4 separate regions of the Mus musculus genome follow, and regions 1, 3 and 4 are each linked to region 2. A link is a contact called in public Hi-C, HiChIP or PLAC-seq and promoter capture Hi-C data. All regions are on one chromosome and are shown on one strand. The core of a region is the stretch at or near the end of the contact, and the rest is flanking DNA. Distances in the headings are between cores, read along the strand shown.

Region 1 (7,421 bases), core at 1,586-4,085, 290 kb after region 2:
ATTTCGTCTACGTAGATTATTTCCAGGGGCTGGAAAGAGGGTTGCAAGCCCACAGATCTGAGTTTAATCCCCTGAACCCACATTTTAAAAGCTGGGCATGTGACGAGGATGTGGAGAAAGAGGAACACTCCTCCACTGCTGGTGGGATTGCAGGCTTGTACAACCACTCTGGAAGTCAGTCTGGAGGTTCCTCAGAAAATTGGACATAATACTACTGGAAGATCCAGCAATACCTCTCCTGGGCATATACCCAGAAGAAGTTCCAACTGGTAATAAGAACACATGCTCCACTATGTTCATAGCAGCCTTATTTGTAATAGCCAGAAGCTGGAAAGAAGCTAGATGTCCCTCAACAGAAGAATGGATACAGAAAATGTGGTACATTTACACAATGGAGTACTACTCAGCTATTAAAAACAATGGATTTATGAAATTTTTGGACAAATGGATGTATCTGGAGGATATCATCCTTAGTGAGGTAACCCAATCACAAAAGAAGTCATTAGATATGCACTCACTAATAAGTGGATATTAGCCCAGAAATATAGAACACCCAAGATACAATTTGCAAAACATAAGAAAATCAAGAAGAGGGAAGACCAATGGGTTGATATTTCATTCCTCCTTAGAATAGGGAACAAAATACCCATGAAAGGAGTTACAGAGACAAAGTTTGGAGCTAAGACGAAAGGATGGACTATCCAGAAACTACCCCACCTGGGGATCCCTCCCATAATCAGCCACCAAACCCAGGCACTATTGCATATGCCAGCAAGATTTTGCTGAAGGGACCCTGTTATAGCTGTCTCGTATGCGGCTATGCCAGTGCCTGGCAAATACAGAAGTGGATGCTCATAGTCATCTATAGGATCAAACACCGGGCCCCCAATGGAGAAGCTAGAGAAAGCACCCAAGGATCTGAAGGGGTCTTCAACCCCATATGTGTGGAACAACAATATGAACTAACTAGTACCCCCCAGAGCTCCTGTCTCTAGCTGCATATGTAGCAGAAGATGGCCTAGTCGGCCATTACTGGAAAGAGAGGCCCCTTGGTATTGCAAACTTTATATGCCCCAGTACAGGGGAATGCCAGGGCCAAGAAGCGGGAGTGGGTGGGTAGGGGAGCAGGGCGGGGGGAGGTTATAGGGAACTTTCGGGATAGCATTTGAAATGTATATAAAGGAAATATCTAATAAAAAAAATACAAACATAGGGGGGAAAAAGCTGGGCATGGTGGCCCATACTTGTAATCCTGACTAAAGAGATAGAGACAGAGGGATTACCGGTTTGGACACAAATTGGGGGTGGGGGGGGGCTGTATTCAATCCAGGGCATTACTCCCTGATGTGATGTACAATTTTTTGAGATGGAACCTTGCAAAGTAGGCCACGCCCACCCCAGCTCCCAAGACCAGTATACCCTATAGGCCAGACAAAGCCTGAAGTGCCTTTTTTTTTTTTTAAAAAAGCTTTTATTCTTGTGCTCTAAAGCAACAGATCGCACACTCTGCCTGTGTGCACTTCAGACAATAGATCCCCCAGGACCTTGCTCATTCTCACAGTACCCAGGTCAGCCTAGAGGAGAGAGGGAAGTCTGAGGCTGGAGAGAGGCTGGAAGTTTCCAGTCTGAGAGAGCCTGTTGTGCAGCAGGAGGATCTGAGTTTATTCCCATGTTTACAGAAGAAAGAGCTTAGTGTGGTAGTGAATGTTGGCTCACAGCTCTGGGGAAGGGGGGGACAGGCCGTGGTCTGGGACTGGTTGGCTGGCAGCCTTGTCAACACCTCAAGTTTCAGAATGGTGAGAGACCCTATTATAAACAAACAGGCAAAAGAACAAACAGGAAAAAAAATAGTGATATATTATTTTAAAATATCATACAGTTAATATATTTGGAGTTCTTTGGAATTTATATTGAGAAAAACATATGTATTTTCAGTATTGCTGTAGACAAACATCTACATAAGACTGTTCAATTGATTGTTGTTTTATATCCAATAACTTTTATAATACTCATTTTTATTATTACAATATTTTATAAATTTTAAAGAATATGATAAAAAAAAGAAAGGTATTGCAGGTTTTGAAGGGGGGCTCTCCGGGAGGAGTTGGGGTACAAAAGGGAAAGAAGAATGTGATGTAAGTCTATTTACTCAAAATATGTTTTTAAATGTTAACAAATTCAGATAAATTGAAATTATGTGCCTTTTCTCATCATAATGCAGTAAAACTTAAAGAGAAAAAAAAAAAAAAGGTGGACGACTCCTGAACACTGACATCTGTGTTTGGCCTCCAGTCTGTCCCGCTCCCCCTCCATCTCTCCGTTCCCCCCACCTCTCGCACACACCACAAACTTGAAGTCGAGAGAAGCTGTGTGTCCATCAGCTGCTCAGGAAAGCCTCCACGCCCTCACCCTGAGTCCGTGCATCGAGGCTGATGGTCATCAGACAGATACCGCTCTTTAGCACAGACCTGGTGTTGCTAGGAACCACAGCTTCAGCAGTCTCCGAACACTCTGTTTCCATTGTGAGACAGAATGAGGCCATGGGTACCCGTGTTGGGGACTGACTAGGAAACTTCCTGTCCTGTGTGTAGCCACAGCTCGTCTCCCTGTCTTGCTCAGTAGATTTCCAGTGTGACTCCGAAGAGCTTACACTTGGGAACTGTAAAGCAGAGGAGAAGGAGGAGGGAATAGGAATGAACGCAGCAACCCGAGGGTCCCTCCGCGGAATCAGAGCATCTGCCGGGGTGGGCTCGCGTGGACCCCCTGAGGTAGTGCCTCCTCTCTACCATCTGGTATTTGCCCGCTCCTGTCCCGGCCAGCTGCCTGTCATCCCATCTCCCTCCAGCAGGGGGTCTGGCAAATCTGCAGGTCCCAGTTCTCACCAGATGAGGCTAAGCTAGGGACAGGGCACATGTGGCCGGCCCATGAGATCTGCCTAGAAAAAGACAGGTTCATAAATATCATGGAGGCATGTAGGAAACCCTTGGGCAGACCCAGGAGAGGAGTTGTAAGCGGCCCACAGTGACTCGGAAATATCTGTAAGATGGAAAAATCTGACTGTCACCAAGTCCTGCACAGCAGAAGAGAAAGAGCTCGGGGTCCCACTCAGATCCACCGTGGCTCTGCGATGGGTTTTATCTAGTTTTTTTTTTTTATGTTTTTTTTTAAATGAGCTTAGAAGAGAAATGCATCTCACATTCTATCTCTTCTCCCTGGCCAGTATGATGTGAGATGTTTGCCACCCTGCCATGATAGGCTGACACTTCTGAAGGCATTGGCCGGAGCAAACCTTCCCTCCTCCCTCATCACGGTGATGCACAGGTCTGACTCACGTGAGAACCAAGCAGCCTTGGCCTCCGTGCTCTCTCTGCCAGTTCTCTGCGTTTGCTAACCCCTTTAAAAGCTCTTTAGTGTTGGAACCACATGCTCTGGCTTCCAGAAAGCAGAAACACCCCCTGTTCCAGATGCCCACTGTGGTCCCAACAGCTCCCGTCACCCATCAGCTCCTCGGGGAAAGTCAATATTTGAGTCTCCAGCCCATGCCTACCTCTTCTCTTCTTCACATGCACCCCTGCTCAAAGTCAAGCTCAGGCCTTTTTCTTTTTCTCCTTTCTTTTCTTTTCTTTTCTTTTCTTTTCTTTTCTTTTCTTTTCTTTTCTTTTTTTCTTCTCTTCTCTTCTCTTTTCTTTCTTTCTTTCTTTCTTTCTTTCTTTCTTTCTTCTTCTTTTTTTTTTTTAGCCTTGCACATCGGTGAGAGTCAAATTATTCAAATGCTGTTAGTGGTTGGGGTAGTCATTCAGACTGACCTGTGCTTTTGAGTGTGCTGCAGAAGAAAAATGCACTGTGATATCCATGTGTGCATGTGTGTGTGCGTGTGTGAGTGGTGTGTGTGTGTGTGTGTGTATGTGTGTGTTAGAGAACATAAGCTGGTCTCTGTGTATGAAAGATACATTCAAAGTGGTGCACAGTTCAGGCGTGCCTCTCTCAAGGTTAATTTTAGGACAGTTCTATTACTAAGAAGCTGCTTTCGCCCAACCCTTGGAGATCCACACTCGCCGCTAATATTTCTTTCTGTTTCACGGGCTGTGGGCAGCCCGTCTGCTGTGATGCCACCAACTCACAGTAGGCAGCCCGTGCCTCATCCACGTTTGCCTTCTCCTACCATCCCTCCCTCAGCCCTGCCCCGAAGAGTGGGGAATGACCTGCTTCATCCTCCCCTTGCTTCACTAGGATCACAGACGGCATTCTCTCAAGGAGGGTCAGCCATTCTCCAATGGGGCTTTTGAACATCCATTGTATGGCTTTCCGAGCCCTGGAAACACAGAAACTTCCAAAGGTAGGGTCATGGTCACTAGCATCAAGCAATTTAGAAACAACACGTTTGTTTAACTTTTTTTATTATTATTTTGGAGTTTTCGTATACATATATAATGTGTGTTGAGCACCTTCTCCCACTTCACCCCTACCTCAGATCATTAGTCCCCTTTGTCCCCCTAGAAGGCGAGGTTTCTCCTTTCATACCATATACATACGTGATTTTACACATCCATAAAATCCAGGAACTATCCATGAGAGGTAATATACAGTATTTGTCTTTCTGAGATGAAGACAGTGTTTCACACCTCTAAGTATAAATGTTTCTGTTAATCCTGCCTCAAAAAGCAAAGCCTGGTGAAAAAGAAATGTATAATTAGGAGTTAGTGATGTCTGCTACTGAGGTAGGTCTGGAGGTTCTGGGGCCCCAAGAATCCCAGGAAGCCTGAGGGTGCTGGGGATGTACAGCCTGTGGGATAGCCGTGGGACTGTTCTGTCCTAAGGGAAAATGCATGTAACACAGAGGATGGGAGCTACAGTCTTCCCCCGGGTGGAGAACCAGGAGGGGGTCGAGGTCATTTTTACAATGGCCAAAGCTAGTTCTGCCGCCGAGTCCCCTTCAGAAAGTGGCGCACACCTCTCGGGTGTGTCAATCATACTAGTCAGCAGGAAAAGAGACCTGCTTTCTTTGTTCTAGCCACAGAAGGGCATGGTGGGGTGAATGGCAGAGAGCCCCTTCTGCTGCCTGCAGGAAGGAGTGTGTGCAATAGAGAGATCGCCCTCCTGGGAGGTCACGTGGACTGGCTCTGGGTGTCATGTCCCTTTTCACATCGTCTCCATCCCTGTCTCAGATGACTAGTTGATTGCACTTTTTAAATGAACCCTGTGTCCAGGGTTACTCCTTTTGACTGTTTGACATCTGAAAGATAAAAATCATAAAATTGCTGTCTGTAAAGAACACAGTGATTCCCACCCTCACCCCCGCTTCCTTTCTGTATTGCCGTTGGCCTCAGCCATGAGTGGTACTTGGCACAGTAGTCTTGTTTTATTAGGATCCTTGGCCAGTGTGCGCTTTATTGCCCCTTGGCATGTCTTCTCCTTGATGGCACCTGACATGCAAACAGATAAGGTCTCCTCCTGCAGACCATGGAGCCTGAGCTCAGGGCTCTTGCCTACAAGGTGGGCCTGGAGAACCGGCATGGCTCTAGCTCCCATTTCCTCTTCTGGCTCAATCTTACAGCACCTTGAATGGACTCTCTCTGTGCACCTGGGCTTCTGGCTCCTCATAGCTCCCTAAAAGGTGCGGTGGGGTACGTTTTTAAAGTACAGAGCAGACGCTGCTGTGTGCTAAGGACTGAATGATATCGCCTGTTATTTCCAACGCCATTAAGATCAATTATAGCCTAATTACCTACGTCTAATAACCCCTTATGGTTCACTCGTGCAGAACGTAGGCAAGTAGCAACCAGCCTTCCTCTAACGTGCAGGCGGCCTGCAGGTGTTCTCCCCAACACGCACGTGGTAAATGAATAGCCCAAGCTGAAAACAAAGGTCTAAAAGAACTTAAGGCCTTTATTTGCTCGTTCAAGTGGATGCTTTGCCCCACAGAGCAGTTATTGGGTGTGTTGTTTGGCCAGCATGATGGTTTCATCTCAGCTAAGGGAAATAGGTGCTAAGGAGGGCTTAGACACTGAGGCATTTACTGGGGGACACGGGGAGGGAGCAGGGATTGGTGAACCACAATGCACGTCTGCGCCCCTTGAGAGGAGAAAGAAGGAGGAGGTCTGAAGCAGAAGGGCCTGGACCACAGGACAGCTCCCAGCATGTTTTCATCAGACCCATGCGAGATGGATGGGCCTTTTTCAGGGTGCTTTATAAGATGGCGGTGTAATGCGGTGGAAAGAGCACCTCAGCAGGGCCAGCCAAGATGTTCCCCTAAGGAACCACCGCCATGCGACAGGCCTAGTTTATTGGGGGAATGTTGCAAGAAAGATTTTTAAAACAAACAAACAAAACAGGCTGGCATGGTGGCTGCACTGGTGCCTCTGCCCTGGCGGGCTGGCTGACCTGTTTTTATCTCATGGAGGCTCTAACTCAGAACCCCACAATCTCTCCACCCAGCTCGCTAGGTTCCCACTGGCAGGTCATTACCACGCCAGCCCCATGCTTCCAATCCCCACAGCCTTTGTGGTGCTCATCAGGCAAACCCGCTTTGCTGCCGCACCTTTCTCTCTTGAACCCTCTGAGTGAAGGAAAACAGAACACAAACTTAGCTCATAAACAACGGTAACTCAATCTCTGGGCGCAACAGCTAAAACCTGATCTTGTAAGCCTTATTAAAATCCAATTCCTCGGGCCAGGTGGTGGTGGCACACGCCTTTAATCCCAGCACTTGGGAGGCAGAGGCAGGTGGATTTCTGAGTTTGAGGCCAGCCTGGTCTACAGAGTGATTTCCAGGACAGCCAGGGCTACACAGAGAAATCCTGTCTCAAAAAAAAAAAAAAAAAAATATATATATATATATATATGTATGTATGTATGTATGTATGTATGTATATATATCTCCAATTCCTCTGGTGGCGAAGCCTTGCAGATCCGCCAAGATACTGGGAAACTCTAGCAGCTACATCTTACCCCTCTGCTGTCCCCATCCCAAAAGGACCTAACTCTCTCCTGCTTCCTCTCTTCCTCTGTCCAACCCAGAAGTCCTTCCTACTCGCCCAGTGATTGGCTCCTATATCCATTAGGGGATTGGTTCACAAGAAGCCACCTGAGCATGTGACTCATTCCTCATTCCAGACATCCTTTCCTGGGAGAGCAGGATTAACATTAAATAAAAGCAGTACAGAGCCATCCACAACAGGGGGACCTGGAAAATGGTGACAGAGAAAGACAAAAGGAGAGAGGAAGGAAGAGAGGAACATGTGGGAAAGACAGAGACAGAGGGAAGGAAAGGGGGAGAGGGAGATTAAGGGAGGGAGAGAGAGAGAAAGGGAGGGAGGGCAGGAGGAAGGGGGGGAGTTGGGGTGGCTGAGCAGTCCTCATATGCCAGGTTGGCTTGCACCTGCCAGGTGGTGTGCAAGCTGTTGCTAGGTAGCTGTTGGGCG
Region 2 (7,102 bases), core at 1,045-3,544:
TTCGTGCCCACCTCTGTCTCTGATTCGTTCTCACGGCCAAGTGATGGCCTGGCTTTTCTTTCTGCAGTAATTTCCCCAGCACATGCTTGGTCAGTGAGGTCTAGGATTTTCGCATTTGCATTTTGGGGACCCATGGCATTGTGTCTACATTGGGTAAGCAAGCAGAAGCAGGCAGCCATTACAACCAGAAGCCATAAAGAAACTCCTTTTAGTATCCCCAGATTAACTTGGGTTATTTCCCCTGTCTTCCCCCCACCCCCTTCTTTCTCATCTTGTCAGTGACTTAATTCTATAGACCCAGAATCCTATTCAGGCTCCCTACAGTGAGACCTCACAGTAACCAGGAGCTCATGCCATCTATGGACAGTGATAGGGTACTTCAATGTCTGACTAGGACTGAAGACCTCCCCTGGGCTGTAGAATCCCTGTCTAAAGCCAAAAGGAGGAGTGGGGGAGGGGGAGGAGGAGGAAGAGGAGGGGAAAGAGGAAGACAGAGGTGGGACAAGGCCGGATGTGTTTCTTCAGCCCTCACTGTGCAGAACCAGAATGAATGGCGGGGGGTCTAGGGGTGTGTGTGGAGGGGGTGTCACCTTTCTCTGAAATGAGCTGAGACACATCTCCACTTTGGGGAGGGAAGTCTGGGAAGGTGGGTGGAGGTCATATGCTGGGAACCCCATGTCTGAGGAAGACACGAGCTTAGAACCTAGGCGCCCTATGTAACAAGCCCAAGACCTCCAAGTGGCGTCTTTTCCTTTTCCAATCATCTCACTGCAAGTGAATTGCAAATGCCACCGGGCGATACTTGTTGAATTGTGCTTAAATTAAATGCCCTGGGAAGTCAGGCTCTCTGCTTTGCTGCTAAATACTGGCCTGTAGCTTGGTGGGTGGCGTCCCCTGGCTCCGATGGAAAGAAGGGTTTCCACTCAGGAACCCCCTCTTTCCCTCCCACAGACTGCTCCACAACTAGAGGAGGGACAGGTGGGTTTAGTTTCTTTCCAGCATCTTTCTGTTGTGAGCCCTCAAGACCTCCCCATCTCCAAGCCTACCAGACACCTACACACACACACACACACACACACACACACACACACACACACACCCCTCCAAGAATCTGAGGTTGGAACTTGCAGCAGCCCTGTGTAGCCCACCACGATGCTAGAGTGCCCCTCGCCATTGGGGCGAAGGTAGATAAGCGAGGCTCAGGACGATGGAGTTAGTGTGAGGAAAATATTTAGGGTCATAACTCGCTGACTCTGGAAACAACGTGTTCCCTAAGGGATCTTTACCGTTTCTAGGCAGACTGAGGGAGAGTGGATTGCGGTGCCTGCAATGTCCAGCTTCGAAACGCAGAGGGGACTGAGGTGCCAGGGGCAGCTAGGAGCGCTGACAGTCGCTTGGGGACCTGACCATTCAGTAGCTGGTTCTCTCCAATCTAGACAGATTCTCTGCCTGAGGGCGGCGGGTGGGGGGGGGGGGGAGGGAGGGGGACCTGACCGCAGACGAATTTGGGCTGCCTCCCCATCAGGGCGATAAAGAGCCCTGAAGAATCTGCTTTCCTTCTTTTTCGGTGACGTCCCCATCACTGTCCCTCCCTAACTTAGGTCTCAGACTGTGGACCCTGTGGTGGCACTTGGCATGTCCCTTCTCCTTTAGCTGGTGTCTCTTTCCTCGGACCAGGGCTGTTTCGCAGGTGGCTAGGAAACAAGTTGTCCCCATCGGACACGCAGGGCACACGCCACGGTACTTGGGCATTTTCTTTGAGAACAAATCCGTCCCAGAACACACTACCTTTCCACCCCAGACACCACGATATGCATCTTTCATCCACCTGTCACCTCCAAAGGCACAAAAACAGAGAATTTGCGCGCCGGGACCAACGTGCAGGTCGCCGGGATCGGCGGTCTATCCCCAGAACAGATGCATGCAGGTGCCCAAAGTGTGCTTGTCCCTCCCTCCATCTCACGGTGACACACGCGTATGCACACTGGCACCCCTCACCTTGGTTTTCCTCGAGCACTCGCTTCCCTGTGTTCTCTAGCACCCAGAAGCTGTTCTTTTACCCAGCTGGGCGTCCAGGAGCACAGCAGGCTTAGCGGGTGTTTGGCGCTCAGCAGTGGCTCCCGGGGCTCCCAGCTTCCTTGGCTGGCTCGTGCTGGCCCTTCTGGCGTCTGAGAGAGCTTGCCCGGGCCCCGAGAGAGCTAGCTTGGCCTGTAGATCATTGACGCCCAGCCGCGGACTGGTGCTCCAGGCGCCGGTGGCCTCGCGAGCGCGCCGGTGGCTGCGCCGCTAGCAGTGGCCCGGGCGGGTGGCAGCCCCTGGGCACACTTCCCCACGCCCCCGCCCGTGACGTCACGGCAGCTTGGCTCCGCCTGCCGGGTCCTGTTGGACCCGGTGAGCAGAGTGGAGAAAACCTGCGGGTGGCCCAGGATAAGACAGCAGACCTTGATGCTGTTGGATGGTGAAGCGATGTCAGTGTCTCCACGACTCCTCCCTATGAGGGCGCGCGTGGCTTTCTTTCCGATTTCAGTGACTCGGTCTGGTTTTACCCAACAAATTCCAGGCAGCTGGTGCGGCGACTTGGGTGACCTAGACTAGCTCCGGGACCTTTAAGACGTGTTCTCAAGTTTGCAAAGCCGTGCCTACCACGGTCCAGTCCCGGGAACAGGGCACAGGTTGCAGAGTCAGGCTAAGGGCAGAGGAAAAAGGGGTGACAGCAGCAAGCGTGTCTCCCGTGCAGGCGCCTGCAGGTGTGCAAGCGCGGGGCACCTGGCTTCAGTTCCTGCAGCCAGCAGGCTCCGCGGGCTCCACCGCTCTCCCAACTGGAGGCCCCGGGCCATGCAGTCTCTTCTAGCTTTAATTTAGCCCGTCAGTCACTGCTTGCTGGTCTGACCCAGCCCCAGCCCAACCGTTCCGCCTACGCGCGCTGTGGCGCTCTGCGGGAGCAAGGAGGGACTCACAAGAAGTGGGAGATGTGTCGCATCAAGTTGCAGCTATTTATTTTTTGACTGTGATGATTCAGCCGATGTTCCAATAGTTTAATAAGTCATAATCAATCCTGTAGCCTCCCTTCCTTCACCTCTTAACACTCCCCCAGAGAGAGAGAGAGAGAGAGAGAGAGAGAGAGAGGAGAGAGAGAGGAGAGAGAGGGGAGAGAGAGGAGAGAGAGAGGGGCAGAGACAGACAGACAGACAGAGACAGTGAGTGCACCCTGGTGGTTTCTAGAACATGAAAAATCAGAAAACAAACCCCCCCCCCCCCGATTAGCTTTCTCTGTGGGTCCTGATGCAGCCATCCTGTTTTTGATCTGCTTGCGGGTTCATCGGGGAAAAGCATAAATCCAGGAGTTGTGTATGTGCGGTGAGTTTTGACAGGGAGCCAGGCAGCAGGTAAAAGCAGCCCGGAATTCTTGTAAGTCAGAGTGTCGCTCACTGGCACCATCTCTACGAGATGTGTGGGCTCTGTGGACTTGATGGAGATTGAAGCAGTGGTTGTCGGGTCCTAGTGTTGTGTGGGTTGGCTTGTCTTTAGGTTTTTTTATGGGCGGGGTTGAAGGGTTGAATAGTGCAGCTCTCAGAACGAGGGGAGTGGCCCTGGGGGAAAGAAGGGGCCCTGAGTGAGCTCAGGCCTCCTCCTCCCTGAGACACAGTTGTTACAATGCCTATTGCCCCCTCTAGTTAAAAACCCTTCCGGGAACAGAGAAGGATGAAGAGCCAGGAAGTGTCCATTCTGAGCTCGGCTCTCTTCGAGTGTCATGAGACCTTGTAAAAGTTCGTCACCTGTTGCTGCAGTTTGTGTATTGTCTAGCAAAATAGCTCATTCAAAAACAGGAACCCCTGGTTCTCAGTAGTTCCTTCTCTCATACACAAGGTGACCCCCAGGGGGCAGTGTACAGGTTTTTTTGGTTTCTGTACTTTTGGTTCCATATCAACACCACCAGCAAAAAAGCAGGCTGTCCTTATCAGCTAAATAATCCTTTCCCAAACAACGTGGGGATCATTTCTGTATGCTCTTAACATGCTGAGCACACACAATAAAATCCACCCTCCGTGCACTTGGGAAGTCTTCCCTCAGCTCTCTCAGAGTCAGGTCTGCCAGGCTCAGCCCCAATGGATAGATGAAACCAGGGCATGCCTATCTCTTTTGCAGCTGGGCCCCGTGAGATCTGAACACTTTGACCTTGAGAGCAGAAAAGGTCATCTAGAACAATTATTGATTTTGTCCGGTCCGGTTGTGTGCCTCTCTCCCCTCCCCCGACCTGTGAATGCCTCCACAGAGCTCTGAGATCACCTTTGGCTTCGCTGCACCGCCCCTCCAGCCTCCAGGTTTGAGTTCCCAATCCTGGTTTGACAATACCCTGCCCTTTTGACACCCACCCAGCAATCTGCCGCAGGCCTGTCCTTCCTCAACAGCTCCTTTAGTAACTATGTAACGAGACCTTGAACCAGAAAAATACACGGGTTGCAAAAGAGATAACCTCCTCACTGGCTTGCTTGGTATCTTTTTTTTTTTTTTAAAGATTTTTTATTTATTTTTATGTATGTGAGTACACTGTAGCTCTCTTCGGACACACCAGAAGAGGGCATCCAATCCCATTACAGATGGTTGTGAGCTGCTTGTTTGCTGCGAATTGAATTCAGGATCTCTGGAAGAGCAGTCAGTGCTCTTAACCACTGAGCCATCTCTCCAGCCCCTTGCTTGGTATCTTTAAGCCAATGAAACAAACACCTCTTCATTTTTGCACTTACCAGAGGGACGCTAGGTGGCAGGAAATGAAGAACGGTAATGGCCTGGGAGTTCAGCAGACAACGGACCGGGAACTCTCAAGTAGGTCATTCTGTCTGGTCGCTTAGAGGCTTTATCAACTAAATGGAGAGCAATTGTTCCTCTGCTGTCCATTTGGTGGAAGCAAATGTTGCAGTTTAGCTTATGGTGGAAGCAGTTTAGCTTAGAGGAACGTGTGAGGCATAGGAGAACTGGATTGATTGGTGGTGTTGAATGGCAGGCCAGGCATCTGGCACAGGGTCTGTCATCTGCACATGTGACATTTCTATGGATGGAGAAAGAGCAAGGCCCCTTAAGCTGCAGCATGTTAAATGTGGGGTGCTTTGGAACTCACTGTGTAGTTCAGGCTGGCCTCAAACATGTGACGATCCTTGACTGCCTCTGCCTCTGCCTCCTGCCTCTGCCTCTGCCTCTGCCTCTGCCTCTGCCTCTGCCTCTGCCTCTGCCTCTGCCTCTGCCTCTGCCTCTGCCTCTGCCTCTGCCTCTGCCTCTGCCTCTGCCTCTGCCTCTGCCTCTGCCTCTGCCTCTGCCTCTGCCTCTGCCTCAAGAGCTGGGACTGCAGGTCTGTGAGGCCACACCTGGACTTGATGTTTTGTTTGGAAACTATGGCATGTGATTACCATGAATTTTTAAGGACATGCCCATTGGCCTAGAGGGCTTGAGGTCTCTTTAGATTCAGCAGGGGTGACAGGAGCCCCTTTCTTCCCTTCTCTCTCCCTGCTTATGGAACCTCCTTGGAAACTGCTCCTCAGAATCCCTTCTCTCTCTCCTCTTCCTACTTCCTTCTCCATCTTGCTGGAAGTGCATTAAGAATGCTGGTCCCAAGAGGGACCTCGGAGCCTCTGATCAAGAAAGCCAATGCCACGTAGTTGTGTAAGTGAGAAAACCAGACTCAGAGATGCCAAGTGACTTGCCCAAGATCATTCAGCCAGGGACTAGAAAGGCAGGAGTCGAGTTGGCTGACAGTGTCAGGCTATGAAACCCTGGATGAGGGGAGGGAGTCCTTCCCCACTACCAGCCTGAGCATCTCTCTTCCCCTCGTCTGTCATGCCTGTTAACATAACAAGGTTCCTCATCACTCATCCTGGAACAAGTCCTCGGTGAGAGTTGGCAAAGAGCAAGCTGTCTCCAAGGACATTCCCTGGTCCTTACTGGAGTGCTCATCTGTCACAGGCCCTTCAGGGGGAGAGCATGGACAGCTCAGAAAGGGTGGCCATCACACCTGCCTTGCAGGTGCAGTGTGCCTCCTGAGAACACCACGAGGTGCCATTCATTCCTGGCCCATTGGCTTGCATGGGGCACAAGGCTATGATCTCAGTAACCCTGAATACCTCTGGTACTGCCACTGGCACCATTCATTTGGTCATTTGAAGACATCTTGAGGTAAGAAACTGGCTGGCCTTTATCTACCCCAGTGTTTCACACTTGATTTAGCTCCGAGAACCTTCCTATGAATCCATTTGAACACATATTGAGTGCTTACCCCGTGCTGCACTGGATGCTTTGTGTTAATTCTTTTTTCTTTTTCTTTTTTTTTTTTTTCCGAGACAGGGTTTCTCTGTATAGCCCAGGCTGTCCTGGAACTCACTTTGTAGACCAGGCTGGCCTCGAACTCAGAAATCCGCCTGCCTCTGCCTCCTGAGTGCTGGGACTAAAGGCGTGAGCCACCATGCCCGGCTCCTTTGTGTTATTTCTTGGCATCCTCACTGCAGTCTTTCAAAGCCCAATCAGTGTTCCTTTTTCTGAATGGACCAACCAAGGCACAGAGAGACTGAGTTCTTCAGGGTTGCAAAGCTACCAGTTCAAGCTGCCTGCTTTGTGAGTACCCACAGTGCAGTTACCCAGAGCAACAGAGGCTGGCAGATCCATCTTGTACAACTTGATCAGATGGAAGAGGAACTATTCCCCTAATGGGTAGCTCCTCTCCTCTCTCTCTCTCTCTCTCTCTCTCTCTCTCTCTCTCTCTCTCTCTCTCTCTTCCTCCCCCTCCCCCTCCCCTTCCCCCTCCCCTCCCCTTCCCTTCCCCCCCTCCCCCCTCTCACTCCCCCCTCCCCCTGTAATAACCACAACTGGGGACTCAACCAGTATGCTTGCCCTGCTGTCAAGCACAAGGGATGCACCTGTCTCCGCTTCCTGGCACGGGCATTTCAGCCACGCACCACCATACTTTCCGGCCCACCCCTTAAGTGTGGGTTCTAGGGATCAAACTCAGATACTCAAACACAGCAAACCCTTAACGGACTGAGCCGTCTCCAGCATGGTTTTAGTTATCTGCAGTTGTCCTTAGCTTCAGGAAGTCTTTGTAGATGGGTTCTGACTA
Region 3 (7,288 bases), core at 3,653-6,152, 270 kb after region 2:
TATAGAAGAGTACAATGTGAATTGTTAAACTCTCTGATAGCCATATATAGGAAAGATGTGGATATGCATATATATATATACACACACACACATATGTATGTGATTTATTATAAAATACTCCCTAGGGTATAAACTTTAAAAATAAAAGAGGCCAAAGGCAAATGGAATTTATTTACAAAATACACTTCATCTAATGTAGCCACACTATTACCATTTCAACTTGGACCCCATATAAAACTTGGAACGAACGAGCTTTCCGTCTCTCAGAAGAAACAAAGCTTACTCACATATCCATTTCAACATTGCAGAAAATGGCGGCAGTGACACAAACCCTTCATCCCAGCTCACAGGAGGTGGAGGCAGGTGGATCTCTGGTAGTTCAATGCTAGCCTGGTCTGCATAGCTGGTTCTAGGACATCCATAGCTACATAATGAGAGTCCCTGTCTTAAAAGAAACAAATCAACATTGTATAGAGTGGATGGATCATCATAGGAAGTCATCACGGTCAAGGCAAAAGCCTTGAGAGCAAGAATGTGTTGTTGTTATTTGTTTTCTGTTGTCTTTGAAGACGAGGCAGTTAAAAAGTCATTTTGACTGCTGGAAGTACTGCTTTTTGGAATAGAGCTATAACTTGGTGCTAGAGCTCTTGCCTGGCATGCACAAAGATTTGGTTCCATCCCCACTGTGGGAGAAACAAAACAGAGCAAATGGGAACAGGAAAGAGTCATCCCTTATCACTGGTGGCATTAGCTATGTGGGAGCATGCCTGTCACTGTAGAGGGGAGGTTAGTCATGTCTGTCCCCATAGAGGGGAGGCTAGTTATTTTTCTCCTTGCTTGTCAGAAGCAAGTTAAAGGAGGAAGGTTGATTTGGGCTGAGAACTTAAAGAATACAGCCCATCATGGTGAGGAAGGCAGGGTGGTGGGTGGGGTCACATGCACTCCACAGTCAGGAAGCAGAGGGAGGTGACGATTGGTGCCTATCCATCTTTCTCCTTTTTATTCAGTTCAGGACCCCAGCGCATGGAATAGTGCCATTGATATTCAGGGCAAGTCTTCTGTACCTATTTACATGTTTTGTGACATATGTCACAGATACGCCCAGAGGTTTGTTTCCATGGTGACTCTAAATCTCATCAAGTTGACAAGATCAACCATTACAAGGGGCTTAGAGGGGACACCATGAGCACCCTACACAAAAGGGAAGATCAAGGGCACTGTCTGGGTCCCAGATGGCTCCCTCTCGTCTCACGGCGCTGATCTGCCTCTGGGAGGTGGGGGAGTCTGTGTCAGGGTGTCCTTTTCTGACAGATCCTTCCCCATCACCTCTCTGCTGGTGATCCTCCCTGGGGAAGGCTGTGGTGGGTGGGGTCATGAGATACATATCAGACCTGATGGTCCCTAGAGAAGCCACACAGAAGACCAACCTTACAGGCCACTCCCATCACTTTGTTACAACACTATAATAGTGTCAGTGAGCAGACATTTCAGAGTCCCCCATGGGTGGTTCCCCCTAGTTCAGAGATGACCTTGGCAAGAGTGTGGCTCGCTTTACCCTAAATGGAGCTGTGGTTTTTCTTGAAGAATGGCTCGTGAAAACACTCAGCACCTTTGCTGGCTTTAGGTTCCCCAAGCAGCCACCCCCTTCACCACCCCAGGCTTCCAGTCCCCTTCCCTGTCCCGCCCTAGGAGGCTTGCTAATTTGTTCCCAAGCCACAGCAGATAACAAGTTTAATCAATTGATAACGTTCAGGGTTCATGCTCTGTAGCGTCCCAGCTGATTGCTATTCATGTGTGCTAATCTTAATGCACATTAATTATGCATTTAATAAGTCCTTGTTTCTTCTGTTTGCCTGCATTCCCTGGATGGCTTTTATGGTGTGGGCTTGAGAACAATGAGACTGCTACTTGTGTTCTACAAATAACAATTAACCGAGGGCGGATCCTCAAATGGAAATTCCATTTTCTCTTCCCATCTCAGATGAAAAACAATTGAGTAAAAATGACAAATGGACCTGATGCTTCTAGGTCTGTCCCCTGCTCTGTCATGTGTTCCCTCTTCAGGGGCCGTGACCTGCCTGCCCATGGAGTCCCCTTGTCAGCACAGATGTGTCTTAACCCGGCTTGAGTAGCTCCCGTTGCTTCGTGCTCCTCCCTTTTCTTGTAGACATGGCCTCTAGGTCTGAGATGTGAACTCAGTATTGCAGCTTGAGAGAGAAGTCTCCCTCCATAGACAGACCCAGGGTATAGAGAATCTCTAGATGAGCCTTGAGTGGAGCCTTCCAAACCCCCTCAGAGAGAGTCATGATGAACCTAAGCTCCCAGAAACACCTGGATCACCATGCCATTTTGAACCAGCTGCCCAATGGTGGCTCTCTTGTTGAGCAAATAGAGAACCCTCTGGCCTGTGTGTTTTAGATGTTGACCTGACCAATTGTGAATGCTATACTTCATTCAGTCTTCTCCCAGTCTGTGATTCTGGGAGCTGGGAGCCTTTGGGACTACCTACCCATCTGATTCCCTTTGTCCCGGGCCTATGCTGAAGCCTGTTATGTCTGGTTGTCTTCAAATGACTAGGGCTCTGTGACCTGACTCCCTCCCTCTCTGTCTTAGTCCCTTTCTCACCACCTGGGTGAAATATCAAGATAAAAGCAAAAGGGAGGAAGATTACGTTGGCTCGAAGTTTGCAGGTGCAGTCCGTCATGGTGGATGTCGGCAGGAAGTTGAGATAGTGACATCACATCTGTGTCCAGGAAGTAGAGAGCACTGAGAATCAGTTCTCTTCCGACTTTCTCCTTTTCCTGCAGTCTGGGATCCAAGCCTGTGTAATAAGGGCACCCATGTTTAGGGTGGGTCTTCCATCACCAGTTAACGCAATCCAGAAACTCAGTCACAGAGATTTACCTTCTGGATAATTCTAGAACTTGTCAAGCTGACAATCAATACTAACCATCACTCCCACCCTCTCCACTGATGACTGTATTAATGTTTACAGATGACTCTAGGTGGTGGGATCTTTGCAGCCCATTGCAATGACTCAGGCTATCCCCCACCCCCACTCCCTGCCATGCCGCCCCTTCTTATTCATGTCAGCCACACATGCACATGTTGTAAGTGAATCAGAGAGATGACTCTGTAAGTTACTCTACTCAGGAATTCCCAGACAAGGTGAGACATTTCAGTTCCTTGTTGTGACAAAGTACTTGATGAAACCGACTTCAAGAAGGAAGGATTGATTATTTTGCTCACAGTTTGAGGTTACAGCCCATGACGGTGGTGAAGGTACAGCTGTAGGGATGTGGGACAGGTGGTCACGTTGCATCCACAGTAAGGAAGCATGAAGTGATGAACACTGGTCTTCAGCGGTGCTGACTTCTTCACAGGCATGCCTAAAAGACAAGATGGTCTAAGGAGTCCCTCACTGGTGTGGAAGCCTGTTGTCTTACTCAGGGTTTCTATTCCTGCACAAACATCATGACCAAGAAGCAAGTTGGGGAGGAAAGGGTTTATTCAGCTGACACTTCCACGTTGCTGTTCATCACCAAAGGAAGTCAGGACTGGAACTCAAGCAGGTCAGGAAGCAGGAGCTGATGCAGAGGCCATGGAGGGATGTTACTTACTGGCTTGCTTCCCCTGCCTTGCTCAGCCTGTTCTCTTATAGAACCCAAGACCACCAGCCATGGGATGGCACCACCCACAAGGGGCCCTCCTCCCTTGATCACTAATTGAGAAAATGCCTTACAGCTGGATCTCATGGAGGCATTTCCTCAAGGGAGGCTCCTTTCTCTGTGATAACTCCAACTGTGTCAAGTTGACACACAAACCCAACCAGTACAGCTGTCTCCTGGTCTAGATGACGTAAAGCTAACAATCGCTACTCACTGTCATAGGGAGGGGTCCTGAATAGATCCATACAGTTGCAGGATGACTGAAAACTGTAATTGCCTGTACTCCCTGAGATTTGGGGATTTTATTTGAATGATAACAAACCAGACCATCAGAATTCTTCAATCCCAATGATGGGACAGAGTTTGGACTCAGACTCTGTAGTGTGTGTCTTCTTGAGAAATAGCCTTGTGTGGTGTGAATGGCGTGCAAGAACAGCCCTCAAGTAGAGATGGCCACGGCTGTGAAGGAAGGGGCATAATTCCAAGCTCCAGCCTGGCCCCAGCTTTGCAGATGCTGTAAGGGCAGCTATGGTCATGGGTGTGAGGTGGTTTGAAATCCTCAATAAAGGATTGAGATGGATGGTGGCTTTCTGGGTTATGAGATGCAACACCTGAACCTATCCCATGTCGGCTCCTTCTGTTTCCCAGTTCCTTCAGCCGCTCAGCTCACTCCTCTGGTCTCCATGAAGACTCAGAGCTGCCACCTCTCAAGAGTTTGCTCACTCATACCTCTTCTTTATACTCTTAGACATTCTTCGTGGCCCAGGGACGGAGCCCACAGTAAAAAAACAAACACTCAGAATCCTGTTTTCTGAGGCAAATGAGGTCTTCTTAAATATCAACACCGCAATAGAGGTGTCTTCTCTCTTCCTTTAATCAAACTCCTTTCTCCAGGTTTAGCAATCTGCTAAGTCATGGTGACAGTAACATCTTGGCTTTCCTTCTGTGCCCTGCTCTCTAGGGTCCGCCTCCACTTCTTCCCCCCCCCCCCCCCCCCCGCTTGAGGCCATGTAGGGCTTTTGCATTAGGAATGGTTGAGTCACTGTGTCCTCCAGGGAATAAGCCAAAGCATGCACATAAGGAACTTGAGGGGATAGAGTCTGGGTGCATGTGGTCTGGGGAAATACTTGGGGAGACACACCTTCCCTAGCCTCCCTGGGCTCTGCATTGTGAGGTGTGGGTCAGTGGCTCTTCCCCATCCTGCTTTGTCCTGGAGGACTGGGGCAAGTGCTGGTTTTTCACCTTCTGGTAATTCTGAAGAGTGCCCTGTTGCTTGGAGACAGGGATGGTGCCTGAAGTGAAGATAAGGTTGTCAAGGAAACCAAGCCACAAATTCCCTTGTTTGTCTTCGGGTTGCCGGACTGAAGAGTAAAGAATCTTTACTCTGACAACTGGAAGATGCCTCCCGTTCTGTGTGTGTCTAGCGGATTGATGGGTTGTTCAACACACAGCCCAGCTGGTCCCCAAGTTGACAAACACGGCATCGAGTTCTGACTCACTATTTCTGTTGGAGCGCACTTTCCAGTGTAGACAGAGTCAGGCGGCCGTTTCCATCTGGACTTTTCTCAGCCACACCATCGTACAAATGAACCTCCTTGAATCCTGACTCTGTGTGTAATCCCTCGTCTTTTTCCGCTGTTGAGATTTCCCTCTTGGTGCAGCCCTGTTGGGATCCCCCTCTTTTCTGTTTTCCACCTCCAGATGGATTTACATGCCTGGGATAGCACTCTTCACACACCTAGACGCCTGCCTCTCAGCCCTGGCATTACAGGGTTCAGAGAAAGTGTGCCCCTTCAGCTTTAAGGAGATCCTTTGTGAAGCTTCAAAAAGAAAAGAAAACAACGAACAAACAAACAAACAAACAAGCAAACGCCAAATCCTCTCATCTGCCCTAGCCTACTGTCCTAGTATACCAAACACAGTGGGGGTGACATCCAGGAGAATAAACCCCAAGTGTGTGTGCATGTGTTTGTGTGTGTGTCTGTCTTGCCTCCGTGGCTTTATATTCTTTGCTCTCTGTGGTTCACCTCTTCTTTCCCTCCCACCCAAGGGTCCCTCAGCAGTTAGCATCATGGGTTTTCTGAGCCCCCCTGTCCCTGCCCCTCACTTCTCTCCTACCTCGCAGAACATCCATCCATGAGTGACCACACAGAACACAGTCAACTTCTGCCCCTCTGACATGTCCAGGGCTGCTTTGGAGAAGTAGCAGGATTGCTCAGCCAAGTCGGGGGTAACTTGAAACACAGCATGGGAAGCACACGGCTGCTGGCCGATGTGGGGATGAGGGTGTCGGAGGAGCAGGGAGGAGAGAACTCGGGTAGGGGTGTGAGTAGTATGGGTCCTGAGGGGGTAGGACACTGAGGTACATCAGATGCCCCCAATGCAAAGGTTTCTAATTAAAAGGGAGAAAACAAAGGGGTCTCCTCTCCAGGGACCCAAGACACAGACTCTAAATACCTGGCTAAGTGTCTCTGCCAAGTTGTCCTTCAGACATGCCTTTTCTGTCCCCATCATCTGTGTCCCATTGTCCTTCAGACATGCCTTTTCTGTCCCCACCATCTGTGTCCCATTGCAGATAATGTCCTGATCTTCACTCAGGTGTTCTGGGCTAGAACACCTTACTGTTGTCATGGTGCCTCCACCATCTGTCACTACCCTCCATTTTTATCAAATACCAAGCATACTGGTCCTACTTCACCACATCCACTCTCCAGTCTCTTCTGGCCCGCTGCCTTGTCTCAATAGCCCCGCCCAAACACCCTGCACTCTGTCCCCAGACTAAATTCTTTTACATTTTTTTTTGATATTTCATTTTAATCCTATGTGTATAGGTGGTTTTGCCCTCTTGTATGTATGTACACTGTGTGCATGCAGTGCCCATAAAGGCCAGAAGAGGGCATCGGATCATCTGAAACTGGAGATGCAGATGGTTGTGAGGCACCATGTAGGTACTAGTCACAGAACCCAGGTCCAATGGGTGAGCACCGGTGATCTTAGCCACTGGGCAATCTCTCCAGTCCCCAACCTCATTTCTTAAAAGAGAAATCTTTTTTTTTTTCCTGCTGATCACCACCTCTCAGAGGAAAGAAGAAACAGTATTTCAAATTCTGACACCTCACCTCTTAGCTCCCGTGCCCTTGATCTCTTCTGGTCCGCTTGCCTGGAGACATATTATTTGAGATTTCCCCATCGGCGTAGGAAAGTCCTGATGTCTCTGTACATTCAACAACACCTGGCATTGTCTGTGTTTTCCTAGTGTGCGCGATATGCATTCAGGTAGTTTTGACTTGATTTCCGTGATAATAATAGAGAATAGTTCCTATGTTAGGTACCACAGACCCTCATGGATCTCTGCCTGAACACATGCAACCTCTCCCACAATTCCTGGGTGCACGTTACAATAGCATATAACATGTAGTCACAGATCCGCAGACTCTTGATGTGATTCCTCTTCCAGAGACTCACCCCGCCCCAGGGGAGGAGGAGAGTGACCTCTGGCTTGTTTAGAAGCAGGATCTGAATCCTTCCCTAGAGGGAGTGTGGACTGTATAGACCTGGAGAACTTGGATTCCCTTGTGCTTTTGTTTTACATGGAGAGCTCCCAGAGCATCAAATAATCC
Region 4 (6,871 bases), core at 192-2,691, 350 kb after region 2:
CCATAAGTAGGGGTTACATACAAATCTGGATGCTTTGTGCTCGTTGGGTTATCCTGTGCTCTGAAATCATTTCCTAATCCAAGCCAGTCACTTCCCTTTGCGTGTTTCTAAGAATAATCCTCTCAGGACTCAGGACCCAAGGGATGAAGTTCAAAGTCACCTCCATCCCTAGATTCTGGCCTTGCCCACGTGTGTCAGCCTTTGTTGCTTGCCCCTCTGAGTGGAAAGTTAATTTTCCCTAACGGTCAGTCTAAACCACCGTCACCCTTCCAAGTCTTCAGATCTTAGGTCCAGTGTCATCTCTTCTAAAAGTCTGCCTACTTCCTTCTTCTCTAGATATTTCCTTGAATTTGACAAACCCACATTTAGCATCCTATGTGTTAGTACCATTTGGTTACGGCTTAGCGTGTGGAGGGGAATATCACTCAGCCCTTGTTTTCACTTGCATGACATCTGTGTGGCTCTAGCTCCATGCAAATCTGGGTCCCATCTTTAATCCCCCTAGAGTCACTTGAAGCCAGCTTGGTTCCCAGAACATGGGAAGCACTAGATAAGTCGTCAAAGACTAAACGGGAAGATTATAGCTTTCTCAGCATCATTTGTATCCCACACTTGGCCCATCCTGAGTTGGTTGAGGTGGGACTGTAGGCAGCTAACAAGCCACACAGGCCATGGCTCCGTGTAGCCTTAGAACCCCTGAGGCAAGGTCGTGTACACAGATAGCAATCCAAGTCATTGGGGACCCAGCCTGAGCATCCACAATCTGCAGAAGCAAAATGCTTTCTCTCCCGTCTGCCTGAGGAAGCTGGCCCCTACTGTCCCAAACTCTGATGACACCAGAGTCCCTTTCTGCCAAAAGTACAGAAGAATGCCAGTCAAGGTCACATTTGTCACCTGGAGCAAGAGGGCTACTCACCAGAGTCACTCAGAGGTGGATGATGGTACCAGTGATTTAAAAAGAAAGAAAAGAAAAAGAAAAGAGAAAAAGAAAAAAAAATCTGCCTAGCTGGCCTTTCTGTTTAAGTAAAGAGTTAGGGGACAAAGTTTCAAATCTCTTGACCTAGGAAGTCTCTTTCCATTGTTGACAGCAGCCTTCTAGAGTTCAGAGTTATCCAAGATCAATGTCAGCACTGGTTGGGCAGACTTGCCTGCCATTGGGAGAGTGGCTTTGTCAGCTTCCCATCTTGAAGACAAAGGTCTTCTGCCCTGGCTTGTTGGCCCATTAGCATTTGCTTCTCACTTTTATGAAGTGTTAGTTAGCTCGTAAATTGTCTGCCTGTCCCACTGGGCACTGCCTACAGGCCATGAGCTAGGCCCCATGCCTCTGACTCCTCCATGGCCCTACTGGACACCCGCCTGACCTCAGGCTAACATCAGGCATATGGAGCCCTGATGCTTGTTGTACCTGGACTGGGTTGGAGAACCCAGCTCTGACTCATGAGTTAATCGAGCCAGCCCAGCAAACTCACATTGGGAGACAGGGTAGGTCACCGCAAGCTGTTAGCAGACTTAGAGAAATAGCCTCAGCATTCTCTGGGGACCCAGGAAGAACAGGAAGCCTGTGCTGTGAGTGAGTCATGGTACTTGCGTATCCTCCAGAGCAAACCTCATACTCAGAAGGTTTCTCCTGACGCTCATATGAAGACAAGTTAGCAGGTTCTCAAGGGTGAGGGCTCCCTATATCTGCACTGATAGGATGGGACCGGCTTGCGGCTTCTACTTTGTCTTGCCCGGTGGATTCTATTAGGATTCTATTACTCTCTTTGTTCATGAATTTTATGGGTTTTGTTTTAGAGAAGAGAGTGTTCTCAGACCGGAGCTATTCTGATTAAACTCTGATGATTTAAACTTCGACCCAAGACTGTCTCTTACTAAGAGAAACAGTTATGTAAATAATAAGGCTAACAATAGTGAACAGGCTTCCCCAGAGGATATCGACTCCTGGTTGGACGGAAGATCAGGATGGGTAGTGACCACAGTCCCAGGCAGTGTTTAGATACAAAGGCTTCTCAGATATGGTAGAGAGGTTTGGCCAAGAGAGCCTGGAAGAACTCTAAAGATTCATGAGCTTCGTGCGGTGCGGTTCTTCTGAGAGTGAGTTCAGCTTCCCCTGGACTAGCTGGCTGATCGGCAGGAAGGTGCTTCCTTACCTCTGGTGCGCGCATGCCTGTCACTGTCACCTTCCCCTAGTCACTCTCAGCTGGACTCGCCCCCCCACCACTGCCTCCTTCCAACCTTGATCCACACCAAGCATTTCAGACGCCTACAAGCACATTCCTAACCTCTTGATCCCCTTAATTAAATGGCACTCCTCGGGTCCTGAGACAAACACGCAATCTCTTAAAATGCTACTCTGCCATTTCCCTCCTCGGAATAGACTGGGCATGATTGGAAACAGGGGACCAAACGGAGATGCATTCACGACTGCTTGTGTAGCACTTTGATAGCAGCCAGAAGGCAAAAACAACACAGATGTCCCATCGATGGAGGGATGGATAACACTGCTTACACAGGCAGTGGCATATTGCTTATAAAAAGGCAGGAAGTGGTGAAGCAGCATCCGGGTGGGTGAAGCTATTATGGTCCACGGAAGATGCTTAGGACCGCGTATGGTTTCTATTCAGAGTGGGCGAATAGGCAGAACAAAAAGCAGTGGTGGGTTTTAGGGGCTACGAGGAACAGAATATGGAGGGTAACCAGCGAGCACCTAAATGGGGTAGAGATGAGAATGCTCTAGAACTATTACTAGGCATTTCCGGAACTGCTGGTGATGGCTTCACAACACTGTGAGTGTATTTAAGTGCTACTGAAGTGTGTTTTTTGGTAGCCAAACGAGGTGGCTTACACATGCAGTCATAGCACTCTGGTGGCTGAGGCAGGATGTATGTCATGACTTCAAAGCCTGCTTGGGCTACACAATAAATTCCAAGTCAGTCTGGTCCACAAATATATGAGTCCTTATTTCAAGAAATCAATTCCAAGCCAGGCGGTGGTGGCGAACGCCTTTAATCCCAGCACTTGGGAGGCAGAGGCAGGGGGATTTCTGAGTTCAAGGCCAGCCTGATCTACAGAGTGAGTTCCTGGACAGCCAGAGCTATACAGAGAAGCCCTGTCTCAAACAAACAAAAAAAAAAACAAATAAAAAAAATCCCCCCAAAAACCAAAAACAACAACAAAAAAAGAAATCAATTTCAAAGTTAATTTTAAAAACTATTTATATTGCTGGTAAGATGCTTGCCCACAAGCATGGGGACCTGAGTTCAGAACCCACCCCTAAAAGCTAGGTGTGGTGGAATAGGTTTGTAACTCCAGTGCTGGCAAGCAAGACAGAAGGATCCTGGGAGTCCAGTCCAAAGAAAACTCCAATTCCGCAAACTCCAAGCGGCAGTTCATATTTCCAGGAATGAGTTTAACGTGGACCATAGGAGGATGTCGGGTGGTTAGAAACGAGCCAGCATCCCTCAGGAACTTGTGAGACTGATTCTCCTCTACCCAAAGGAGCCCTTTGCCTCAAGTCTGGCAGAAAGGACAGATGGCTTCCTGTGATGCCTCCTAGCACATCAAAGTGCAGGCTGGTATCACAAGCTCCGTTCCACAGTTCCAAGTGTGCGCTAGCATCCTAGCCCTCTCAACGCCTCCCTTCCCCAAAGCCCCTCCCCACAGCTGCTCACTGCTCTTCTAACCCTGCTCTTCCATCTGCTCTCTCTTCCTGCTCAGCTCCTGCATCTCCTGTGATTTCTCTGTTCTCTATCCCCTGCTAATCTCCTCTCTCTGTTCCTGTCTCTCTGTGTCTGTCTGTCTGTCTGTCTGTCTGTCTGTCTGTCTGTCTGTCTGGAGATATTCCTGGCTGTGTTTTGTCTACTTCCTTCTCTCTTCTGATGCCTCTGGCTGTTCTCTCTCTCTCTCTCTCTCTCTCTCTCACACGCACGCGCGCACACACACACACACACACACACACACACACACACACACACACTTACAATGAAAGTCTTCCCCTTTACCATATCGAGGAATGGTCATGTCGTCACTTTTTACACTGAGCAAGTCTGTGGCATGGGGGCAGTGGTGGTGGTGTGCCGGCACCGTCTTCCCGTTGGCATCATGTTAGAGATATGTACATTGTTCATGACAGAGCATGTGCAAGAGGGCTGAGGAGAAGCCTAAGACTACTTTTATATCGTTCTAAGGGTATCTCAGCAAAATGCTGATAGGTTATTTTTCCATTGCCGGAAAATTAGCCAATTCAAGCCAGACTAGATTATGCCAAAGGCAGGGTTATTGGGAAGTTGTTCCTAGGCTGGTTCACTGGCCCCAAGGATTGAGGCCAGGAGAGTCGCCATGGGGAGAGGTGGGGGGGAGAAAAAGATAGGGCACTCAGAGGAGGAGGAAGAAGAGGGGGGAGGAGGAGGAAGGAGAGGGGGGAGGAGGAAGAAGAAGAGGGGGGAGGAGGAGGAAGAAGAGGGGGGAGGAGGAGGAGGAGGAGGAGGAGGAGGAGGAGGAGGAGGAGGAGGAGGAGAGCAAAATGTCTGGATTATACAGGGAAGAGCAGCCATCCCTGGGCTGGAAAGTTCAAGGTTGGGGGCAGGGTATGCCAGGTAGGGACTGAGGGATGCTGGGAGAACCTGGAGACCAGGTCTAGCTTGATATGTAAAATGTCCACCTCAGTCCCTTGCCTGGGTGTAAAACTAAACAAAGGGGTTTTTTTTTTTTAAATTGAATACCAGGAATTTAGTAGGCATTTCCAAATATTTGGTGGATGACTAAGTTTGTGAATTATTGTCTTAGACGTCTCTAAGTAAAACAACCAGTAACGTGGGCGAGAGAGGAAGTAGTGAAGATATTTTCACTCAGTGATCCCAGCACAGTTATCCTGGTGGGCTAGCTGCTTTTCTCTTGTTTGCTGTAACAGAATGCCATAAATGCAATTTTGGGGGGTTTTCTTTGCTCCTGAATAACTCCAGGGTGTTTCTATGCCCAATCTAGGCTATTTTAGCTCCTGAATAAATGACACAGAGACCCTGTATATTTATTAACAAGCTGCAAGCCCTAAGCAGGGCAGATTCTGAGCTAATCTAACTTGGCTGCACTGCTAATACACAGCTACGTGGTCCTTTACCTACATCCGAGTCTCTCCCTGGCTCGCTCTGGTCCACGTGTGTCCTCATGGCTGCTCTCTCATCGTGACCTCATGCCGAATCCTCCTGGTTCATCCACACGGTCTCGCCACACTTTCTCTCTTCCCATGACCCTTATTTTTTTCCTTGGGACCCCCCAGACTGGGATCAGAAGTCCTGCCCTATTTTCTTCTCTTTCCCTGCTATTAGCTGATCAGCACTTTACTAACCAATCAGAGGTGAAGGAAAACAATCTTTATACAACGTTGATACAATATCAGGCTCGGCCTCCTGAGTGCTGAGACGTAAGACATGTTCCACCTGCTCTACATGACCACCTCCCCATCACCCCACCATACCCCACCACTATGACCGTCACCACCACGTGACCACTGTGTGACCACCATGTGTTCACCACGATGCCCCACTCTAGGATTTTTCTGTATGAGGCGATTGCTGCAAATGCCCCAACCATTTGACACAGCTCTCCTTAGGTCTCAGCCATGAGTTCAAGTACCCTGAGTGCCAAGTCCCCACATGGGGGACCAGGCAGCTGATGGTGTGTTTGCCAGACACAGGTCCCGTTATTTCTCTTTCCATGTCCCTTCATAGCCATGCCATGCGGCTCTTCTGTCTCTGTGCCCACAGTTCCCAATATAAACAATTTAAAGGGAGGGGGGACTTATTTTGGTCTCCAGTGTCAGGGAGTTCAGTTTCCTGGCTCTATTGACTGGGACAAAATATCCCAGGGGGCAGGCGCTTGGGCAGGCGAGGCCCTCTATCTTACCGGTGACAAGAAGTAGAGAAAGAAAAAGCGAAGGGCCAGAGACAGGGTAACACCAAGGACCTGCCACCGTTGACTTTCTGCCTTCAGCTAGGTCTCACCCTTTAAAATTTCCAGAACTTTCTAAATTAGTGCAACCAATGGGAGATTAAGCAGTCAACACATAAGGCTGTAGGGGGGAAATATCTCATATTTTAAGCCATAACCTTGAATCTCCTATTTCTTTCCTTTTTCCCATGTCCAGCTACCTCTCCCGGGCCTCTCATGAACCCCACTCCAGCAGGGGTTCCAGTGCTCAGCCGTTAAAAAAATCCCAGGGCCATGGGGGTGACAGAAGCTTCAGAGATAATTTTACTGTACTGCCACTCCATCCCGTACTGGGTTCGCCCCTTGTGCACACCCTCCCAGGGCCACCCAATGTATCCAGTCATGACCAAAACGTAGCAGCCAGGGCACTCTTCTGCCATATGGTTACTGGCTGGGACAAGAAAGAAAGACAGCTGGGCACTCGAGAGAAGCCCCGGGTCATGTTAAAATACCTTGGCATATTCTCCTTTAGTTTAATGTTTATTGCAGACGGATCTCTTATACTCAGCAATAGATAGCTTTAGGGCATGAGCTAGGGTTAATAATTACAAACCACCCCTCCACTGACTGAGATTTCAGCAAGATCCACCTTTACTTTGCACCATTTTGTTTTGTTTTTATTTTGTCTTGTTGGTTTTTTTTTTTTTTTTTTTTTTTTAAAGACAGGGTTTTTCTGTGTAGCCCTGGCTGTCCTGGTACTCACAGAGGTCTGCCTGCTTCTGCCTCCCAAGTACTGGGACTAAAGGTGTGCGCCAATGTCTTCCAGCTATGCAGCAGTTATTATGAGGATTGTGGGCAAAGAAAATGAAGCCCTCAGCAGTCCTGATGCGTGTTTCTATCTTACCAAATTAGGAGGGAAATTGTACCCTCTGTAAAGCCTCACTTT

What was found. Promoter capture Hi-C pulls out the DNA fragments that hold promoters and counts their contacts. A called contact is a pair of places that touch in the nucleus more often than the background predicts. HiChIP or PLAC-seq counts read pairs in DNA pulled down with a chosen protein or histone mark.
Region 1: a contact with region 2 is called in a promoter capture Hi-C map of neural stem cells. The contact joins the enhancer-like site here to the promoter of Sstr2 in region 2. A contact is called at or near these places in 9 of 39 promoter capture datasets (the C10 cell line, the HPC-7 cell line, cranial neural crest and 5 more), 1 of 15 datasets of contacts at CTCF or cohesin (the NIH/3T3 cell line), 4 of 484 Hi-C or Micro-C datasets (bone marrow-derived macrophages, cerebral cortex, cranial neural crest and 1 more), 12 of 115 datasets of contacts at active chromatin or transcription factors (T-cell acute lymphoblastic leukemia, craniofacial prominence, embryonic basal ganglia and 9 more) and 4 of 9 other capture datasets (adipose tissue, embryonic stem cells, liver and 1 more).
Region 3: a contact with region 2 is called in a Hi-C map of cortical neurons. The contact joins the enhancer-like site here to the promoter of Sstr2 in region 2. A contact is called at or near these places in 15 of 39 promoter capture datasets (the 3T3-L1 cell line, 3T3-L1-derived adipocytes, the HPC-7 cell line and 10 more), 1 of 15 datasets of contacts at CTCF or cohesin (the NIH/3T3 cell line), 4 of 484 Hi-C or Micro-C datasets (the N1E-115 cell line, cerebellar granule neurons and cortical neurons), 12 of 115 datasets of contacts at active chromatin or transcription factors (the SCID.adh cell line, T-cell acute lymphoblastic leukemia, embryonic basal ganglia and 7 more) and 3 of 9 other capture datasets (adipose tissue, embryonic stem cells and pancreatic islet).
Region 4: an H3K27ac HiChIP or PLAC-seq map of embryonic fibroblasts shows a contact between it and region 2, with 5 times the contacts expected there. The contact joins the enhancer-like site here to the promoter of Sstr2 in region 2. A contact is called at or near these places in 2 of 39 promoter capture datasets (embryonic stem cells and neutrophils), 9 of 115 datasets of contacts at active chromatin or transcription factors (the NIH/3T3 cell line, craniofacial prominence, embryonic basal ganglia and 6 more) and 1 of 9 other capture datasets (adipose tissue).

Annotation. Positions count from the first base shown.
Region 1 is chr11:113,321,970-113,329,390 of GRCm38.p6, reverse strand. The region is part of intron 6 of Slc39a11 (solute carrier family 39 (metal ion transporter), member 11); the gene reads left to right. Among named protein-coding and RNA genes, the nearest start is that of Gm51926, 15 kb to the left of the region's middle. Within about 2 kb of position 2,835, at least 87 of the 459 cell types and tissues checked have an H3K27ac peak or open chromatin away from gene starts, as enhancers often do. A contact at or near this core is called in cerebral cortex, craniofacial prominence, embryonic limb bud and 3 more, where this site is marked.
Region 2 is chr11:113,614,519-113,621,620 of GRCm38.p6, reverse strand. It overlaps Sstr2 (somatostatin receptor 2), which reads right to left and starts at 2,294. Exons shown (of 2, transcript NM_001042606.3): 1 at 1,999-2,294. It also overlaps a transcript of Slc39a11 not described here.
Region 3 is chr11:113,350,040-113,357,327 of GRCm38.p6, reverse strand. The region is part of intron 6 of Slc39a11 (solute carrier family 39 (metal ion transporter), member 11); the gene reads left to right. It overlaps Gm51926 (a long non-coding RNA gene), which reads right to left. Exons shown (of 3, transcript XR_003949793.1): 2 at 3,250-3,389; 3 at 1-2,821. Among named protein-coding and RNA genes, the nearest start is that of Gm51926, 13 kb to the right of the region's middle. Within about 2 kb of position 4,902, at least 36 of the 459 cell types and tissues checked have an H3K27ac peak or open chromatin away from gene starts, as enhancers often do. A contact at or near this core is called in the HPC-7 cell line, the N1E-115 cell line, the SCID.adh cell line and 2 more, where this site is marked.
Region 4 is chr11:113,263,676-113,270,546 of GRCm38.p6, reverse strand. All of the region lies in intron 7 of Slc39a11 (solute carrier family 39 (metal ion transporter), member 11), which reads left to right. Among named protein-coding and RNA genes, the nearest start is that of Gm51927, 42 kb to the left of the region's middle. Within about 2 kb of position 1,441, at least 40 of the 459 cell types and tissues checked have an H3K27ac peak or open chromatin away from gene starts, as enhancers often do. A contact at or near this core is called in the NIH/3T3 cell line and embryonic fibroblasts, where this site is marked.